Linked DNA regions of Sus scrofa: region 1 is linked to region 2. Evidence: chromatin contacts called from public HiChIP or PLAC-seq data. All regions are on one chromosome and are shown on one strand. Each heading gives the region's core, a stretch centred on a gene start, on an enhancer-like site or on the middle of the called end of the contact. The rest is flanking DNA. Distances are from core to core; before and after follow the strand shown. Region 1 overlaps TRAPPC3L (trafficking protein particle complex subunit 3-like protein). Region 2 overlaps DSE (dermatan-sulfate epimerase).

Region 1 (4,960 bases), core at 802-3,301, 130 kb before region 2:
TACCATATGACCTAATTCCTCTTCTGGATATTTATTCAAAAGAACTGAAATTAGGATCTTGAAAAGATATTAGCACTCCTGTATTCAACTGCAACACTATTCAAGATGTGGAAACAACCTAAAAATTGATCAACGGAGGAATGGATCAAGAAATTGTAGTCAATACATAAATAGCATATTATCTAGTCTTTTAAAAAGAAAGAAATTCCCGGAGTTCCCTTCATGGCTCAGGAGTTACCAAACCTGACTAGTATGCATGAGGACACAGGTTTGACTCCTGGCCTTGCTCAGTGGGTTAAGGATCCAGCATTGCCATGAGCTGTGGTGTAGGTTGCAGACGTAGCTTGGATCTGGCCTTGCTGTGGCTGTGGTGTAGGCCGACAGCTATGACCCCTAGCATGGGAACCTCCATATGCCACAAGTGTGGCCCTAAAAGGTAAAAAAAAAAAAATTCTGTAATACAGTTACAGAATGATGAATACAGCATAATTTCCTTTATATGAGGTACCCAAAGTAGTTCAATTTATAGATTCAAAGAGTAGAATGATGGTTGCCAGTGGTTGGGGGAGGGGAGCATCCATGCTTTGATCTCCAGAGTTACTAATCAACAGGTATAAAATTTCAGTTAAGCAAGATGAATGAGTTCTAGAAGTCTATTGTACAACATTGTACAAGCTAACTATAATGTATTGTACACTTAAAAATTTGTTAAAAGGGTAGGTTTCATGCTAAGTGTTCCCACCACAATTTAAAAAAAAAAAAAAAAGCTTAAGAGTTCCCATTATGGTTCAGCGGAAATGAACCTAACTAGGATCCATGAGGATTCAGGTTCAATCCCTTGTCTCGCTCAGTGGGTCATGAATATGGCATTGCTGTCAGCTGTGGTGTGGGTTGCAGATGCAGCTCAGATCCCACGTTGCTGTGGCTGTGGCTTAGGCCGGCAACTGTAGCTCTGATTTGATCCCTAGCCTGGGAATTTCATATTTAAAAAAAAAAAATAAGCTTAAAAGAAACAGATCTGTTTAATATAAAACTAAGAACATATACAACACCCACTTTCCAAATATCTCCTCTCTAAATTTTTCATGTCTTTTTGACCTTTCTGATGTCGTATAAATTCTTCTCTCTTGTCCTGTCCTCAGTGAACCAGAAAAAGATCCACTTCCACGCCTATACAAGATTCCTGCTTATTCATGAAGAGAATATTCTGTCACCCTCACCCTTCTCCTGTGCAGGGTGCTGTCCCCTGGCTTTACTTTCCTTCAAAGGCCTGATTTCCTCTCTCTTAATCATTTTCACTTCTCCAGGAACATTGACAATATCCTTTACGTATGGGAATGGCAACATCCAATTCTAGAGCATTTTAAACACAGAGACAGGGTGAGACTTAGTTATACACTCACTCCCTGATGCTTTGCTTATAATTATTAGCTTCCATTAAAAGGTCTGGCCTTCAATAGCATTATCTCATTAATCCCTGTAAACTCTTGGAGGAGTAGGCAAGTATAAAAAGTTCCAGAGCTGGTGTTAGAGGAAAGTGGGGCAAGGTCAGAGGAAGTCTGCATAGTCCCATGCTGCCCATGGAGCATAGCAGAATAAGGAACAGAACCTAATGGTGTGGCTTTTGCTTGGCTGCTCTCTCAGACCATGCACTTTGACACAACATCATTGTCACCCTTCCCGAGTACCTACTGTATACCTACATACGGTTTCCATAGCAGTCATGATTGCTCTCCTGGTTCCAGAGAAGGAAAGAGAGAAAGAGGATGCATTTGAAGGCAATTGTCGAGGTGAAGAAATCTATGCCTGTATTAGTGAAGTGGTTCTTTTACGAGCTGACTGGTGAAAGACTGCTGGTAGGAACAGATCTGTTGACTTCAGGTCTTACTCTAAACTCCTCTGCCTCTGGGAGGAGACAAGTATGTGACTTCGGGTATTAATGACATGCCCCTCTCTCGTTTGCCTTTTCCACAGGGCAAATGGTCACTCTGTCACTAGGCTTCTGGCAAGTTCCTTTGACCTGCTTTAACCTTAAGTTGCACCATCTAGTGGTTAGAAAAGAAATCTCATGACAAAGGCTATGGATCCAAAAAGTCTTTAGTCAGTCTTACTTTTATATAAAAAAGAGATAGGATGATTCTGAAGTTAACTTCCTGCAATGTTAAACTGTATGCATTTTAAAATGTGATTTTATATGCAAGTTTACTTTTTGTGGTTATTGCCTCATAAGTACAACTATAAATTTTATTTTGTCTTTTTTGTTTTGTTTCATTTTGTCTTTCAAGGCCGCAAGTGCGGCATATGGAAGTTCCCAGGCCAGGGGTCAAATTGGAGCTGCAGCTGCTGTCCTACACAACAGCCATAGCAACAGCAGATCCAAGTGACATCTGTGACCTAAACCTCAGCTCCCGGCAACACTGGATCCTGAACCTACTGAGTGGGGCCAGGGATCAAACTGTCATCCTCATGGATACTAGTCAGGTTTGTTTCCACTGAGCCACAGTGGGAACTCCCCAACTATAGGTTTTTTGTTTTTTTTTTTTGTCTTTTTGCTATTTCTTGGGCCGCTCCCATGGCACATGGAGGTTCCCAGGCTAGGGGTCGAATCGGAGCTGTAGCCACCGGCCTACGCCAGAGCCACAGCAACGCGGGATCTGAGCCACGTCTGCGACCTACACCACAGCTCACGGCAACGCCAGATCGTTAACCCACTGAGCAAGTGCAGGGACCGAACCCGCAACCTCATGGTTCCTAGTCGGATTCGCTAACCACTGCACCACGACGGGAACTCCCCCAACTATAAGTTTTAAATAAGACAAAATTTATAAAAATTGTCAGCAGCATTATAGCATATGATATGCAGCAACAGGTGACATTTAAAAACATGAGTAATACAGTCCTTTTCAGAAAAGTGCAAAGTAATTACCACCTATTATCTATTTTTCCACTACAAGAGGCTTGGGAAGTAAAAAAAGGCATCTCTCATTAGCCCCATTTTACTGATGATGTAACTGAGACTTAGGTGGCGTCACCAAAACACATAGTAAGAAAAGCCAGCTTAGAAGTGATTTCTCCTGACCTTATTCCAGTGCTTTTTCCAAAAATAATTGCTTCTTTAAAATATACCTTTGAATAGGCAGTTCCTCTTGTGGCGCAGTGGAAATGAATCCGACTAGGAACCATAAGGTTGCGGGTTTGATCCCTGGCCTTGCTCAGTGGGTTAAGGATCTGGTGTTGCCATGAGCTGTGGTGTAGGTCCCAGACAAGGCTCTAATCTGGCATTTCTGTGGCTATGGCATAGGCTGGTGGCTACAGCTCTGATTCGACCCCTAGCCTGGGAACCTCCATATGCTGCAGGTGCGGCCCTCAAAAAAAGACAAAAAGACAAAATAAAATATACCTTCAACTAGAACTCTCTCTCTCTCTCTCTGCATATATACACACACAACTGAATCACTCTGCTGTGCTCTAGAAACTAACACAACATTAAATCAACTATACTTCAATAAAAAATAAAATATACCTTTGAAGGTTTTTTTCCTACTATGACCATCATTCTGAGAAAAATGAAAATGTGGAATTTGTGATAGAGTTACCATAACTGATTTTAGTTGTAGTAATGAAATATTAGTTTAACCTAACAGGCATAATTCCTTATGTTTATTATAAGAGCAAGTAGAAAATAAAATTGTACTTCTCTCTGGTTTAAGGTCTAAAAAAGCAACTCCTTAGTTACACAAAAATATATTTCATGGTTTCCAAATGAATTAATGATAAAAGTTTTGTTATTAGAAGAAGCTAATTGGAGATGAACTTGATCATTTACATTAAGACAATCATAAAGGAGAGGCTTGATAAGAAATATTATAATGTTGCTTTTAAAAGTAATTTAGAAGTTCCCACTGTGGCTCAGTGGAAATGAACCTGACTGGTATCCATGAAGATGCGGGTGGGAGTTCCCATCGTGGTGCATCAGAAACGAATCAGACTAGGAACCATGAGATTTCGGGTTCAATCCCTGGCCTGGCTCAGTGGGTTAAGGATCCAGTGTTCCCATGAACTGTGGCGTAGGTTGCAGACGAGGCTCGGATCTGGCATTGCTGTGGTTGTGTTGTAGGCCGGCAGCTGTACCTCCAATTAGACCATGCCTGGGAACCTCCAAATGCCGCAGGTGTGGCCGTAAAAAGAAAAAGAAAAAAAAAAAAAAAGCCTGAGGATGAGGGTTCCATCCCTGGCCTTGCTCAGTAGGTTAAAGATCCATGTTGCAATGAGCTGTGGTGTAGGTCGCAGATGGGCCTCGAATCCAGCGTTGCTGTGGCCTGTGGCTGTGGCAATGGTATAGGCTGGGGGCTGCAGCTCCGATTCAACCCCTAGCCTGGGAACTTCCATATGCTGCACATAAGAAGCTTGGATTCTCTTTGGGTTCAGAGCAGTGGTCTAACCAGTCCAATGTAGTGTAGATTAAAATGTAAGAGTCCACATCCTGCTCAGCCACATTCCCACGATGTGACCTTAAGCAAGTCATTTATCTTATCTGAACGCTGTATCTATTAGAGGAGCCATATCTGTTAGAGGAGCCATCTTCCAGGTACTGCTTCCCTAGCTAACCTCTGGACATGAAACTATAATCATAAGTAGGTGAGTGTGTTGATTGTAGCTTCCAAAGACTCCTTCAGAGCATCCATGCCTTCTAGTTACTGATAATGGTTGCAAATACTTGACCTGACACAAACTCGGTTCATCAAAGCTGGGAAAATTTTTTACTGTCAGGTCAATGTCATTATGATGGTTGCTCTGAGGGACATAGTAGGAAACCATAATTTTTCAGTACAAACATTACATCATTGGTACTGTCCCAATAAGATGAATTTTTTAAATAGAGAAAAATATGATAATAACATATATTACAAATAGAAAAAGACTTGTAAAACTTGAAATTCTCATCCTTATGTTAAAAAAC
Region 2 (4,972 bases), core at 501-3,000:
ACGTTGCCAGTCTCCTTCTACCATAAAAAATGGAGCAGAGAAATGTAAAATATATTACTAAAAGTCCAAGTGGAACACCACAGTCTGGTGCCAAGTCTTTTTTTTTTTCTTTTTTAAGAATTTTCTAAAATAAAAGAGAAATATGGAGAAAAGTGACCTATTTGGGGAGAATATAGCTTAAGCAGAGGAGAGGAGCTTCCAGAATGAAAGGTTGAAGCAATCTTATATAAGATCAATATATAAGTAGTTCATAAATACTTGGTTCTAAGAACGAAGTCAAAACTATAGACAACTTGTATTTCCAACACCCAAACTGGTCATTTCTTCTACATTCGTACAACTAGGTCACTTTTAATTTCTAAGATGTTCAAATCCAGATGAGCAGAAGTCATGAAATTAGAACCCCAGAAGACAAACACTAACCTCCCTGCTGGACCACCTCACTTAAACCTTTCTAAACAGACAAGAACTCAAAGGCCTCCTTCATAAAGCCATTCTGAAGGTTAAAACATTCAGAAAAACTTCCCTGTATTTAGCATAAATCCCTCTTGATGCTTGCTGTAAGTCGATTTCCTCTTCTTTTTCTTCAGGGAAGATGGAAAACAGCTGTTCGACATTCCCTTTCAGGCTCTGTTTCCCTTCCTGCCACCCCCCTCCCCCCCCACCCCATGGGAGAAGTGTAAACACTGCAGGTGATTCCTAAATCCAGCTGGCCCAGCTTGATTATCCACGGGGCTAGTGAGCCTGGCCCCCTTGGTAGCTCCTAGAATGATATCATCCAACTGCCAAGGCCCCAAGAAAAGTTCTTGACCAGAATTTGTGGAATTCCAGAAATCCCTTACTTATAGTCTGTCCTCAGATCCATCCAAACAGCAAAAACACAGCACTGTTTCCAGAAGAAAAGCTGACCGAACTGTAAAGAAGGTAAGCAGTGCTATCCTGCAGTCAGGACGTCTTCACTACTGCGCTCCTGGGTGTCAAGGTCTTGAGTGCACTTTGACCTGCAACATTTTTAAACTACCTGATGATTTGTATCATGCAATCTTGAGTTTCTTATCACTGATCCAACTTTCTGGATGTGAGCTTACTTTAGAAATGCAATAACCTGGAGTTCCCGTCTTGGTTCAGTGGTTAACGAACGCAACTAGCATCCATGAGGACTGGGGTTTGATCCCGGCCTCGAATAGTGGGTTAAGGATCTGGCATTGCCAGGAGCTGTGGTGTAGGTCACAGATGGGAGCTCAGGTCCTGTGTTGCTGTGGCTCTGGCACAGGCCAGTGGCTACAGCTCTGATTCGACCCCTTGCCTGGGAACCTCCATATGCCACCAGTGCAGCCCTAAAAAACAAAAAGACCAAAAAAAAGCAATAACACTTTCAATACAATGTAAAGGAATACTCTAAATGAAGGTGTCAACTTGTAGTCTGTTATTTCTTTAAATGAGTAATTTCACAACATCATCTGCAGTTACTAACATTTTACACTAAAATTTATATATCTAACCTCATGTTGCTAACTCCCACCTCAGGAATTGCTAAGAAATGTCCCCCCCTCCTTTTTTTTTTTTTTGGCAATAGCCATTAGACTCCAACAGTAAAGCCACTATATTGCCTGTGTACTTCATTAATAAAAATATTATAGACCCACAAGCTTGGTGAGCCCATTTCCTTTACAAATTCCTTTTAAGAGCTATGAAATGCTGAGTCAACTTGGTTGTGGTATAACTTCTGCTTGCATTAAATGCCTGTTGCTCATGAGCTAAGTTTGTTACACATGAGAAAAATGCTAAAGTCATGCTTATTATCAGGATGTTTACTCCATATTACTCAAGAGGCAAATCCTGTTCTTTCAGAAATTGTTTACTAACATCAGATGACAACACTTACCAAGGCTGTGTTTATGGAATATCCCAAGGGAGTTGAAACAACTAAAAGGAGGAAGTTCCCTTCGTGGCTCAGTAGTTAATGAACCTAACTAGTATCCATGAGGGTTCGATCCCTGGCCTGGCTCAGTAGGTTGGGGATCCGGCGTTGCCTTGAGCTGTGGTGTAGGTCACAGACTCAGCTCAGATCTGGTGTTGCTGTGGCTGTGGTGTAGGCCAACAGCTACAGCTCTGATTCAACCCCTAGCCAGGGAACCTCCATGTGCTATGGGTGCAGTCCTAAAAAGCAAAAACAAACAAACAAACAAAAAAAAAACCTAGAAGGAAATCCAGGGTAATCTTAAAGCACATGAAAATTCAGTGTCATTTGGAATTAAGGACTGAACCCACCACTCCATTCAAGAAGCCCTTAACAATCTGTTCTTCTCTTTCCAAAGTAAAACCATACTTCTTTTTCGTGTGTGTGTGATCTTCAATTAACTCTGAACACCCACCTCCTGCAGGTTTATACTCTGCTAGACATTTGACAGAGGACCTGAAATCCACACACTCCATAGATTGGAGATTTTGAAATACACAGACATGCAGAAGGAAGCAACAAGTTTCCTGGTAAAGCACCAAAGACCTGAAGCCAACTAGGACCCCTGGGACTTAGAAGAGGCCTCATGATGGAATCCTGATGAGGATGAGAAGAGACAGGCAGAGTGGGAGGTGGTAGCTTTGGTCTGTACAACAGTCCATTTACAGAAGCCTGGGAAGCACATAAACATTCCAGGCAGCTGACAGTTCATGGGCCGTAATGAGTAGTAAAAGGGATAATAAATTAGATCTGTAGGAAAATGAAATGTGGGCATCTTTAACAACATGAATGGAGCAGAGTAGAATTAAATATGCTATTTAGGTTCACCTCATACATAAGGTAGGCACTAATTATTTGTAAATGATAGACAAGTTTTCTCTTACCTTCACAGTATTTCCATTTCTATACCCCTAAAATGAGTATAAGACACCTGCTCCATATCACTCTCCATTTCCTAGGCTAAAATATCAAAATATTAGAATTATTTGAAAAAGAATGTTAAATTACTAGGCAGTTTTAAAATGCAAGCGTTCATGTAGCTGTATGAGCTAAGACTCCTTCCTTCAGCTGTCTAAATGCATACGAATTCATAAGCAAGAGTTTCCTAATGGCCCCTCTTTATTCCAACCCAACACTTTCTACTTTTCTTTCTAGTATGATTCTTTCCTGCAATCTCTCTCCACCATCCCCTAACCAAACCACTTTTTCATATGTAACTAGAAGCTGTGAAACACTAAAGTTAGATGGGTCAGAACCTAGGACTGCATTTATTTACTAACATATATGGAAAGATTTTCTTTAAAGAAAAATTAATTAAAATATTATACACATGATTCAACGTTTAATTTTTAAAAAAGAATTTGCTATTAGAGTTTGGCTTTAGTGTTGACAAGACTTTCTGAAATTCATCCATTTCTAATTATTGCTATCAGCAAATAGCAAACTATTAGCATCAGTGCCTCTGGAATCTAGGGCTTTAATCTCGACTTCCCATTCTGTCCTTAATTCACCATATGAATTTCACTGGAAAATAACTTCTCTTTTTGGTACTCTGGGCTTATGCACTGGCCTAAATGCCATGTGGGGCACTGACTCTAGGTTTAGAGGATTGCATTGTGTCATCCAAATAGCTACTGGTGGAGTTCCCTTTGCAGCTCAGTGGTTAATGAACTCGACTAGGATTCATGAGGATGCAGGTTTGATCCCTGGCCCTGTTCAGTGGGTTAAGGATCTGGGCGTTGCTGTGAGCGGAGGTGTAGGTCAAAGGCGCGGCTTGGATCTGGTGTAGCTGTGGTGTAGGACAGCAACTGTATCTCTGATTCGACCCCTGGTTAGGAACTTCCATATGCTGCAGGTGCAGCCCTAAAGAAAGCAAAAAACCCCAAACCAACAAAAAAATAGCTACTGGTAATCTGGTGACCCCCAAAGAGTTTTATTCTACAAACCACTGTAGGGGAAGATAATGTTAATTCCAAAATGAGAAAATTCTAAGGTATGTAATACAGTAATAAGAACTGGTCTGTCCTCTGATTGGATGCATTTTTCAGCAACTGTATCCAGCGTTTTGGGGCATGGACTCTCTGCCCTACCCATGCCTTCATAGCAGTAAAGATCCAGCCCGTCTCAATAAATGGAATAAAAGTATCCACTATCATGATAAACTTCCCTCTATCAGAGGTTTTCAATTTCCCCAAGACCTGCCACAAACACTTCCCAGGACATTAACAGTATCTCTTCCTTTTTTTTAATGGGGGAGGAGGGTGAAAAAGAATAAGAATATTTACTGTATTTAGGACTCAAACATGCTAATGATTAAGTAATTTTTAATACATACTGCAACTACAAAATGCTAGTTTTCTACCAATTTCTTTACTGAAGTTACTGATATATTAAAACCCCAATTTAAACATTGTATCTTTATTGCTCTCCCATCATTTGCTAAAATCATAATATTGAGTAGAAATCATGTAATTCCTTTTATGCAACACAGTGTAATCCAAGCCAAACAGAAATAAGTACCAGAATATTCTACTACAAAAATAGTAGATTAAGAAATGTATAAACAAAAGATTTTATTGTTGAGTTGCAGAATGCCTTTTCATCTATGGTCTTTAAACACTATTTCAGAAACTAAAAGAACATCTTTAGATTGAGGTATTGGGAAGGAGGAGGCAACATCAGTGAAGTTAAGAATTTTACCTCCTGGATGATCACTAGGCCCTCTCAAGGATATTGGACTGGACAACAAATCTCACTGAAAACCTGTCAATAGCTAATTTGCAGACTAATTTTATAAACACTAAAGCAGATGCACACACAAACATGAGGCACTAGGATGGTTCTGCCCTAATGTGGCAAACCTAACTTTTTACCTAGTGTCTTGTAATAAATAGCCAGTCCCCTAATCTCAGAGGGAGGAATTCCAAACAGATTCTACCCGGCAGGACCACGAAGGTCCTAATAATCCCCACGGTGACAAAGGTCTATACTGTGTTCTGCTGCAAATTTCCC

Evidence for each region. HiChIP or PLAC-seq counts read pairs in DNA pulled down with a chosen protein or histone mark.
Region 1: a contact with region 2 is called in an H3K27ac HiChIP or PLAC-seq map of alveolar macrophages. The contact joins two enhancer-like sites. A contact is called at or near these places in 1 of 47 Hi-C or Micro-C datasets (embryonic fibroblasts) and 1 of 2 datasets of contacts at active chromatin or transcription factors (alveolar macrophages).

What each region holds. Positions count from the first base shown.
Region 1 is chr1:82,128,787-82,133,746 of Sscrofa11.1, reverse strand. All of the region lies in intron 3 of TRAPPC3L (trafficking protein particle complex subunit 3-like protein), which reads left to right. All of the region lies in intron 1 of FAM26D (protein FAM26D), which reads right to left. Among named protein-coding and RNA genes, the nearest start is that of TRAPPC3L, 14 kb to the left of the region's middle. Within about 2 kb of position 2,051, at least 8 of the 83 cell types and tissues checked have an H3K27ac peak or open chromatin away from gene starts, as enhancers often do. A contact at or near this core is called in alveolar macrophages, where this site is marked.
Region 2 is chr1:81,999,324-82,004,295 of Sscrofa11.1, reverse strand. The region is part of intron 1 of DSE (dermatan-sulfate epimerase); the gene reads right to left. Among named protein-coding and RNA genes, the nearest start is that of DSE, 4.9 kb to the right of the region's middle. Within about 2 kb of position 1,750, at least 3 of the 83 cell types and tissues checked have an H3K27ac peak or open chromatin away from gene starts, as enhancers often do. A contact at or near this core is called in alveolar macrophages, where this site is marked.